Regions from separate parts of the Mus musculus genome. Here all the other regions are linked to region 1. A link is a contact called in public ChIA-PET and HiChIP or PLAC-seq data. All regions are on one chromosome and are shown on one strand. Each heading gives the region's core, a stretch centred on a gene start, on an enhancer-like site or on the middle of the called end of the contact. The rest is flanking DNA. Distances are from core to core; before and after follow the strand shown.

Region 1 (3,434 bases), core at 387-2,886:
TCATGGTTATGCGTTCCAGAGCAGGTAGAATTAGGCAGGGAGTTGAGCCCACTCCTACAATTCACATGGGTTCTGGAGATTCAAGGATTTGAACTCAGTCTTACCAGTTCTTCTGTCTGGTGGCATGGTTCCACTTGCCCCACATGTGTGTGTGTCTGAGTGTGCATGTAATAACTTTGAAACAAAGTATATAGAATTTTATTTATCTATTTTCCAGCAGGTAAACATCTACTTCCGTCGACTATTGTAAAATATAACTAGGAACAATAGAAAATGTGTCAAGATGAAGAGAAGGAAGCCAGGCCTGGGTGCATGCCTGTAGGTCTATGGCTGGGGAGGTTGAGGCAGGAGGATGACTGAGTCAGTGAGCTCAAGATCAGCTTGGACAACACATTGATAATGTAGAGAACAAGGTCCACGAGGTGGCAGGTAAAGGTGCTTTGTCACCAAGCCTGAGGACCTGACCTTGATCCCTGAGACCTGCATGGTGGAAGAAGAAAACTGACTCCAGCAAGCTGTGCTCTGACCTTCATACTTACACAGTTGAAACCCACAAGCATTCACACACACACACACACACACACACACACACACACACACACACGCACCAAATAAATAAGTAGATGTAAACAAGACAAAAACAAAACAAAACAAAACAAAACACAACCCAGAGAGTAAAGAAACCACTTTTTTTCTCAGCCAAGGGAAATGTACACAGTGCCCCATACCATAAGTCACGTAGTCGAGTATCCTAGATTTGGGAAAATCACGGGTCAGCACATTCCAAGTGCAATGGGTGTGCCTCGCTTGGGAAAACTACCTTCCTGATCATAGTGTCTCCCCTGCCAGGTAAGTACGAGAAACCACTGTTTTTTAAGAACAAGAACTTCGAGTAGACTCCACATGCAGCAAGGCAGGAATGGTTAAATATCTCCCAATACATCCTTCAGTTCCACTGTGTATAATAACATCAAGTTCTGTTTTCAAAATACTTTCATGAATTATATAGAGCACCACACTATGGCTAGACGCCGATGGTTTCTTTCCTCTTTGGGTATGTGTGCGCATGTACCATGGCGTGGATGGAGAGATCAGAGGAGAGCTGGGAGGAGCTGGTTCTTTTCTTCAACCGTATGGAAACTGGGGATTGGACACAGGTGGTCAGCGCTTAGTGGCAAACACCTTTACCAACTGAGTCACCTAGCTGGACCAACTCTTGGCTGTTTTTTCTTTTTGAAGAGATTTGTTATGCCGTATGTATGTGGGTGTTTTCCCTGCATGTTTGTCTGTGCATGAGTGCTGAAGGGAGCACCAGATGCCCTGGGACTGGAGTTATAGACAGTTTCTGAGCCTCCATGTGGGTACTGGGAGCAAGATGTGGGTCCCCTGGGAGACCAGCCTGATCCGAAACACTGAGCCTACTACTTAGCTTTTTTTTTTTTTTTCCATAATATTTGAGCTATCCCAGAGGTAGACGGGTGTCAGATGGCACCTTTGGGTGTAACCCTGATGGTTCGGGCCAGGAAACGGCATCAGGGACTGTTTTCTCCCGGAGGAAGGCTACAGAGGGCTGGGTGCTTGTAGAGCCTCCGCCCTCTTTCTTTGAGTCTCTCATAGCTTTTTCCTCATACTTCTCTGTTTTTACCCCTCCCTCCTGGCCTTGGTGGCTTCCTCAAAGTGTCTGTGGTGCCTGAAATACCACAGTTCACACTTCTTTCAGGGCCTTGTTCCTTTAAGTCATGACTCTTAAAGCTCTTCTGGTCACAGGTATGTCGGCGGGGTCTTGGGGGATCCTCAGGGTGGGGAGAAGGGGGTCCTCAGATTGGAAAGGAGGGGATCTCTTGGATCTATGAATGGAGAGGAAGGTCATAGGAAGGAGTAGGTGGGGAGAGATCAAAGGTTTTAGGGAATGTGGATACCGAGACTTGAACTCAGGTGGTCGGTGTTTAATGGCAAGCACCTCTACCAATTGAGTCACCTTGCTGGACAAACTCTTGGCATTTCTTTGAAAAAAGGGAATCATTGAGTGTGTGGGTGTTTTACCTGGATGCAGGTCTATCCATCAGGTGTGTGCAGTGCTAGTGGAAGTCAGTAGCGGGTATCAAAAGGGGAGGGGGATCTTTTGGATCTGTGAGTGGAGAGAAAGGTCAGGGAATAGGAAGGAGCTAGGTGAGGAGAGGCAAAGGGCATTAGGGAAGGATAAAGGATTCCAAAAGAAAAAGAGCAGAGGTAGGCAGGAGGAATAGTTAGGGATGCATGGATGAAGGACTAAATCCATCGATGCTGTGAGGGTTGTTTGGCAGACAGGCTACCAGGATCCAGAGAGGTGAAGGAGCTGCACCAGGGAGCGCAGCGGATACATTTCCGGCTGTGTTTCAACACATACCACTTCTCCTTAGTCTTACGTTCTAATTACCAAGAACCTAGTGTGGATGTTTGTTGAATGACTGATAATCAAAAAAAAAAACTGTTTTGTTTCCTTTTATGTCTACTTTTGTAGAGAGGGAGTCAAGAAGGGAAGGAACTACTTGAAACTTGCATAGGAAGGAAAATTTCTAACTGAGCCCTTTGTTGTGTAAACCATTGTGGTTGTGACAGTGGGGGAAGAGGCCATTGTGGGCTTAGAAAGGGACTGGTCATACCCCATCATAGGCATTTGTGCAGGCCTTTGAGCCTGCGTCAGCATATTTGGCCTGTGGGTTAAATACTCTTGCTACCTGTCTTAAAAGACAAACATCTATCATCCATCAATGATAGAGGATGCTAGCTTTACTCCCAGTGAAGTGAAATGTCACTCCTTAAGAGTCTCATTCATCTCCTGGATAAACCTGTATCACAAAAATTGTGATAATGGGCTACAGTTTGAGATTCCTTGATGAAAACTTGGTAGATAGAGGTGAAGCCCAGGGCTTGCCTAGTATGTACAAAGCTCTCAATTTGATCCCTAGCACCAGATAAACTGGATACAGTAGTGTACACCTGTAATTCCTGCACCCTGGGGGTGGGGTGTAGAGGCAGGAGAATCAGGAGCTTAAGATGGTCTTCAGCCTAGGATGTGTGAGACACTGTCTTGAAAAGCTCTTCAAGCTGGGTGTGATGGCACACACCTTTAATCCCAGAACTGGGGAGGCAGAGGCAGGTGGATCTCTAAGAGTTTGAGGCCATCCTGTTCTACAGAGATAGTTCCAGGATATCCAGGGCTACTCAAAGAAACCTTGTCTTGAAACAACCACACCAACACCACCTTTTCCTCTATGGTCTTACTATGCAGTCCTGCTGGTCTGGAACTCACTGTGTAACCAGCTGGTCTTCTGTAGAAAAAGAGGATGGATTTCTGTGTGGTGGCCCACCCCTGCACCCCCAGCATTTGAGAGGTAGAATGGGAGACAGGAAGACCAGGAGGTCTAGGTTATCCACAGTTACACTGTAGTGTT
Region 2 (3,216 bases), core at 329-2,828, 270 kb after region 1:
TATTTTAGGACCCCAAGAGGGTTTTAGAAACAAGAAAGGGTGTTTCTCAGAGTTCCCACCCCAAACACTGCCCTGCCTAGGTTTGTTTTCCCCTAAGGGCTGAAAACAAAGAGCTTCCTCTGGCATCGCCTTGATTGTCTGTCACTTAAAAGAAAGATGAAGGGAAAGGGGTGGCTAGAGTCCCACTTTCCCTCATTGTCCTGATCACCTGGTTCTGGACGCTGTGGATTTGGTCTGGCCAGTGGTTCTAGCGAGCTGTCATATCCAGCCCACACCACTGGTTTCTTGAGATGAGAGATTTGGCCCTTACTGGAAATTGTTAGCATATCCAAAGAAGCTCACGTAAGTAACAGCAGCAAAGCTGCTTTGTAATAAGGATGGGCACAGAAAATAATCATCTCATTTGGCAAGACGGCCCAGAAATGAGTGCACGAACCACACCCCGCAAGGAGAGATGCCATCCATTAAGCAAAGAGAACTTGCTAATGCCGCCCTGGAGCCTCCCTCAATCTAGATGGCAGCATTGCAGCCCTGGGTTGCAATACCATGTACATCTTACTGTAAGCTGTTCCTTTACCCACTTTCCACTGGGAAATCCAGAGTCTTCCCTGGGAAGGGAGAGGGTTCCCTTTATGAACAAGATCTTGTCATGACAGAGAGAAGACCTGGAGGACAGGGTGAGACAGCCCTCAGACAACTGTGCCTTCTACCTGAACTCCTTCTGTGACACAGCAGGACTTTGGTGAAATATCACCCCCATAGGAAACCATCTGCAGGGGTTTCTCCTCTGGCCCACCCTTGCCTCAAGCAATGGTTCTCAACCTCCCTAATGCTGCAACCCTTTAATACAGTTCCTCATGCTGTGGTAACCCCAAACCAGAAAATAATCTTTGTTGCTACTTCATAACTGTAATTTTGCTTATGTTATGAATCCTCATGTAAATATCTGTGTTTTCTGGTGGTCTTAGGTGACCTCTGTGAAAGGGTCATTTGACACACACACCCCACCCCACCCCCAGGGGTCTCAACCCATAGGCTGAGAACCACTGCCTTACGTCCTTCTTCCCAATTGTAGAGCTGCTGCTCCGGTCTCGGTGGCTTGTCTTTGTTTTCAGGATTGCTCTGGCTACTAGTCATCCCATGATACCAGGTATTTCCAAACCTCCCAGACCATAGTAACCAGTCCTCTGCAATTCATGTGAGGATAGATACCAGAATTGGGGCTAACCTCAGTATTTGTGTCAAATCACTGTGAGGACAGAAACAAGCTCACAATAGTCTTGACCCAGAGAGACCAGACCATCCGAGCTCAGAGGTGGGAGGCAGATATCTTGTCCCACAGGGGAGCCAGCCTGACCTTGACAGTGATACTACCAGACCTCATGCCTGCTCCTGACCCACCATCCTCCAACCTCAAGGATGCCCTTGGGGGAGGTGTGGGACATCAGAGAGCACAGGGTCCTTGGAGGGGTGCAGGCTAAAGTGTGCTCTCAGAACTGTGCACACTAGGGTCCTGTGGCTCACTGGTGGCGCTCACATGGCCTCTTCCTCTTTCCTGCCAGGCCTGCCAGGCACTTGCTGCTTTGGTCCTGTAGAGGCACTGGTCATGTGCAGAGGCTTCAGGCTTCAGTGACTCTGAGCTCAGATTCCAGGCTCTTTGCTCTGCTTACTTCCCCATTTCTTCAGAAACAACCACTTTTAAAAACCAGTCAGGCAAGCAGGCAGGAGAGGAATGACTTCCCAAATTGCTTTACAAATTTTTCTCCTTAAGCAAATGGTTGCAAAATGTCAAGACCCTCATATTTTCCTATGAAGTGATCTCAGAATCCTCCAGGACATTTTAAACTCTGACCCCAGACTTCCAGGAAGCCCATGGGGCATTCAATATTACAGGCCAGCCAGCGATTAGCCACATCCAGATCCAGCCATCCTTTTTTTTTACCATTTCTATAAGTTTTCTGGTAGAATTTTGGGGATCTCTAATGTGTATTGCGTTCTCTGTAAGTAGGGATGGCCTGGCTTCTTCTTTCTCAGTCTGTAACCCTTTAATTTCCTTCTCTTAGCTCATTTCTCCTTCTGGTACTCAGAGTACAATGTTGAGAAGGAGTGGGGATAGTGGACATTCTGAGAAGCCAAATCTTTTAAGTTCAGACTTCATTTTAGAGAACCTGTCCTAAGTCTGAACTCAGGTAAACCAACAGGCTGGTACCTAGCGTTAGTTTCCAAGTCACCCCCGCCCCCCCCCCCAAAAAAAAAAACCTGAGCCTAGCTCTAGTCTCTAGGCTAATCCCCAACAAGATCAGCATTTCCAGGTTGTTCCCCCAACAGGTCAGTACCCCCAGGTTACAAGCCCACCCCTTGCTTAACAACCACCAATGCAGAGGGGAGCAGAAATTAAGTTTATGATATGACTCCCAGCACCACGGTCGTTCTCCAATTAGACGCTTGCACATGTACTCCTTGCCTGTTGCTTACTGTAAAGCCTTGCCCCACAGACATTCGGGGTTCTCCCACCACCAAAACCATCCTGTGTGACTGCAGTGCATTGGGGGGGGGGGTGTTTGGGAGAGAGCTAGCTCAAATAAAATAAAGACCCTGATATAAGTTGCATCAGATTGACTCCTGTCTATGTTTTGGGGGATCAATAACATTTCCCTGGCACTGTAATTCTTGTCTCATTCCTGATTTCAATGGGGTTGCGCTAATCTTTTCTCTATTTAGGATGTTGTCTGTGGGTTTCTCATATTTGGCTTTTATTGTGTTGAGGCACGTTCCTCCAGCCCTATATTCTTCTAGGACTTTCATCATAAAGGATTTTCTCTTGTCAAGGGCTTTTTCTGTCTCGACTGAGATAATCATATGATTTTCCCTTTAATTCTATTTACATGATTTATTACATTTATTGACTTGTGTATGTTAACCTATCCCTGCGTTACAGGGATAAAGCCAACTTTGACCATGATGCATAATCTTTTTGATGTATATCTGTCTTCTGTTTGCAAGGATTTTATTGAGTATTTTTGGGTCTGTATTCATCAGGGATATTGGCCTGTAGATTTCTGTTGTTGTTGTTGTTGTTGTTGTTGTTGTTGTTGTTGTTGTTGTGTATTAACCTGGTCGGGATTTTGGCTTCATAGAAGGTGTTTGGGATGCTGCTTCTGTTTGAATAGTTTAAGTGCTGACTGTAGAGCTTCTTTGAGTGTCTGTTAGAATTCT
Region 3 (3,555 bases), core at 338-2,837, 460 kb after region 1:
GAAGAAAGAGAAGAGTCACAGAGTCAAGAAATACTTAGCAAGATAGGAATGGATGGTAGGAACGAAGGGGCAATTTGAGGACAAAGTGGGGGTGCGGGAGAGATGACTTAAGAGCATTTGCTACTCTTATAGAGGACCAGGTTCAGTTCCCACAAGGAAGCTATAAACATCTATAACTACAGTTTCAGGGCATGCAATACCCTCTTTGGACCTCGGAAGGCATTGCACAAGCCGGCTCATACATATAAAATAAATCTTTATTTATTTTTTTTAAATATTTTTTAAATAGGGCATTGCTAGGCGTAGTAGATGGTAGTGTGCACCTTTAATCTCAATACTTGGGAGGCAGAACTATATAGATAGACCATATCTTTAAAAAAATATCCACAGCCAAGCAGTGGTGACACATGCCCTTGATCCCAGCACTTGGGAGGCAGAGAGATGGATCTCTGTGAGTTCAAGGTCAGCCTGGTCTACATAATTAGCTAGTTCTAGGACAGCCAAAACTACACAAAGATACCTTGTATTGAAAAACAAGCGAAAAAATTCACTTTGTATTCAGTCTTCAATAAACATCAATCTTTATTCCTTTATTGAAGATGGACTCTGGATTTAGCCACGTGCTGGGTGGGTTCAGGTATAAAGAAGCAAAAGACAGACACTGACCAGTGAGTGAATCTAAGTGTCTAGACCTTTCAATGTGACTATCAAATGATAATAAGTCAATATTCCCACATTTGGGCTTATACAGGTGTGTTTGGTGGCACCAGGCAGTACCTGAAGGCTAACTATGTTAATACTTATACTGAGGCTTTGAGACTTCAAAGTCAGTAAGAAGGTCTTTGGAAGTAAAAAAAATCAGCTTGTTGGAAATGTCTGGCAGAGTCCTCTAGTATTTGCCACAGAGTAAAAATCGGAGGGGAAGAGGCCAGAGATGTATCTTTGAAGGTCCCAGGACATTCTCTGAATCTGAGTCAGGAAATTGGCCTCAGTATTGGTTCCAGGTGTTTCTGAAGTCTAGTCACTGTGCGAAAGTGCCTATATAGAAGGCCAAGAGCACAAAGTTGTCACTTTAGTCCTTGCTTCTTCAGTTTTCCAAAGCAGGCAGGTGAGTTTCCACAGCTCTTTCTTTTTGTTGTGACCTCAGATCAGCATTCCAGAATTTCTCAGAAGTCATAAGGCCCTTGAGAAAAAGTTACTAAAAACGTCACTGCAGGACGCCAGCGTCACTGAGTGTGAAGAGAGAGAAAGAACTAGACTTTCCGAGTTTAAAGATGATTTAGTCCTTACACAAAGGTGGGGCCCCAGGTGTCGGCCCTTGGACTGCTAACCCCGGGACACCCCCACGCGGCACGAAAGAGTGGTGGGGAGTCCGGAGACAGAAACCAGCCAGAGAGCACAAGGACACCGGTGCGTGTCAACCTGGCGCGAGGCGCACAGGCCCCAGGACACACACAGGACAGGGATAGGGAGGGACAGCCTGGGTAGTCTAGGAGAAGGAGGGGCGGGTGACAAATCCCCGCCTCCGATCCCTCCCAAGGTCCCGCCCCGCCGCGATTATAGCCTATGACTCAGGGCGGAGCTCCGCATCCAACCCACGGCGGCCGCCAAGTTCTCTGGATGGGACCAGAAGTTTCTAGCCGGCCAGTTGCTGCCTTCTCTTTATCTCCTCCTTCCCCTTTGGCAGCTAGGAGGCTATTTCCAGACACTTCCACCCCTCTTCGGCCACGTCACCCAGTCCTTTAATTCATAAAGGTGCCCGGCGCCGGCTTCCCGGACACATCGGCTACACAGAGGTGCCCGCACTCCACGACCTCGTGACCCGCGCCCTAGCTCTGCGCCCCGGGCGGACCCTAACCCAGCATGAGCGCCGCCACCCAATCGCCCATGATGCAGATGGCGTCCGGCAACGGAGCCAGCGACCGAGACCCCCTGCCCCCGGGCTGGGAGATCAAAATCGACCCGCAGACCGGCTGGCCCTTCTTCGTGGACCACAACAGCCGCACCACGACGTGGAACGACCCGCGTGTGCCCCCCGAGGGCCCTAAGGTGAGTGGAGCTTGCCGTCCCACCTCGACGGCGAAGGGGCCTGGTCGAGCCAGGGCTATGCGAGTCACCCCACCCCGCGCCCTGCTGCGCAAGGAGAGTCCTTAACCATATCCGCCTCGAACGGGCGTCGGGCCGCAGAGAGCCGCAGGCAGGGTGGCCTTGGACGGTAGCCAGCGGGGTGCGACCCGCGTGGTGACATCGGGTGGTTTTCCACAGCCTCTTGCGAAGGGCGAAGGGCAGTGGTGGCCTGAGCTGCGGTGCGCCGCGTCCCAGGGAAGGGCGACCGGCCTGATGAGCGGCTGAGGCCCAGGCCAGGCCCGGCCGCCGCCTCTCTGTCCCGCGCGTCCCGTGCTGAGACCCTGGGCTCCCTCCGGTGCTGATGGCGCACGGCCAGGATTGAAAGGCTGCTGAGTGGAGTCTCCTGTGGGGATTTCACTTTCAAATTCAGAACTTAGTTGAGGCTTATCTTGAGTTTACTGGATCTTAGGCATAGAGTGACTCAGGAGGCTCGAGTAAATAAGTTATTTTCCCCCATTAAACTTATTATTACTGGTCGAAACTGCTTTCAGTTAGAGAAAATTCTGATACTACCACTATTTTTTTTTAAGATACTCTTTCTGACAGTTCCAAAACTAAAGATCAGACATTGTATCACCATACTTAGCCACTGCCTTAAGACTCACACTGGAGTGAAAGAATGTATTTTTAATGGCGTGATTCCTTGTTGTCCTTTTCAAATACTGGAGTTTTGTTACCAGAAACAGCTGAGGAGTCTGGTGAACACTAGGTGTATGCTTCATTTGCATAGATATTCAGGTTTGTGTACTTCAATCTAAAAAGCAAGAAAAATTGAAAATACAAATTTGGAATGAAGCCCAGCCTGGTTCAGGCCTGTCATCCCAGCACCCAGGAAGCTGTGGCGAGAGGATCTTGAGTTCAAGTCTAGCCAGGGCTATATAATCGGAGTCTATCTCAAAAGTTATTAAGTAATTAAGTTGGAATGAAACTAGCCTGTGTTGCAAAATAAGACCTTGTCTTTTTTTATAAAAAAAAAGAAAAAAAAGATTGAGCTGGGCAGTTGTGGCACACCTCTTTAATCCCAGCACTTGAGAGGCAGAAGCAGGCAGATTTCTGAGTTCAAGGCCAGTCTGGTCTACAGAGTTCCAGGACAGCCAGGGCTACACAGAGAAACCCGATCTCGAAAAACCAATAAAATAAAATAAAAATAAATAAAAATTCGATTGAATTTTGAGTGAAGAACTTAAAAATACAAATTTAGGTAGGATTTTTCTTGTTTGTTTTGTTTTTCTTTTTTTAAAATTAGATATTTTTTTATTTACATTTCAAATTTTATTCCTTTCCTCATTTCCCCTCCGAAAACCCCCCTATCTCATTCCCCCCCTCCCTGCTCATTACCCCACTCACTCCCGCTTCCCTGTCCTGGCATTCCCCTACGCTGGAGCACAGAGCCTTCATAAGACCAAGGGCCTCTCATTGATTTCCCAC

The links. ChIA-PET counts read pairs in DNA pulled down with a chosen protein or histone mark. HiChIP or PLAC-seq counts read pairs in DNA pulled down with a chosen protein or histone mark.
Region 2: a contact with region 1 is called in an H3K27ac HiChIP or PLAC-seq map of microglia, with 4 times the contacts expected there. The contact joins the enhancer-like site here to the promoter of Itgam in region 1. A contact is called at or near these places in 4 of 39 promoter capture datasets (the C10 cell line, pre-B cells and stem cell-derived epiblast-like cells), 1 of 115 datasets of contacts at active chromatin or transcription factors (microglia) and 2 of 9 other capture datasets (liver and pancreatic islet).
Region 3: an RNA polymerase II ChIA-PET map of memory CD8 T cells shows a contact between it and region 1, with 17 read pairs. The contact joins the promoter of Bag3 here to the promoter of Itgam in region 1. A contact is called at or near these places in 4 of 115 datasets of contacts at active chromatin or transcription factors (bone marrow-derived macrophages, effector CD8 T cells, memory CD8 T cells and 1 more) and 1 of 9 other capture datasets (macrophages).

Annotation. Positions count from the first base shown.
Region 1 is chr7:128,061,004-128,064,437 of GRCm38.p6, forward strand. It overlaps Itgam (integrin alpha M), which reads left to right and starts at 1,637. Exons shown (of 30, transcript NM_001082960.1): 1 at 1,637-1,767. The coding sequence starts at 1,740. It also overlaps the pseudogene Gm22809.
Region 2 is chr7:128,331,508-128,334,723 of GRCm38.p6, forward strand. No RefSeq gene overlaps it. Among named protein-coding and RNA genes, the nearest start is that of Gm32707, 18 kb to the right of the region's middle. Within about 2 kb of position 1,579, at least 66 of the 459 cell types and tissues checked have an H3K27ac peak or open chromatin away from gene starts, as enhancers often do. A contact at or near this core is called in microglia, where this site is marked.
Region 3 is chr7:128,521,996-128,525,550 of GRCm38.p6, forward strand. Bag3 (BCL2-associated athanogene 3) reads left to right here and starts at 1,588. Exons shown (of 4, transcript NM_013863.5): 1 at 1,588-2,049. The coding sequence starts at 1,864.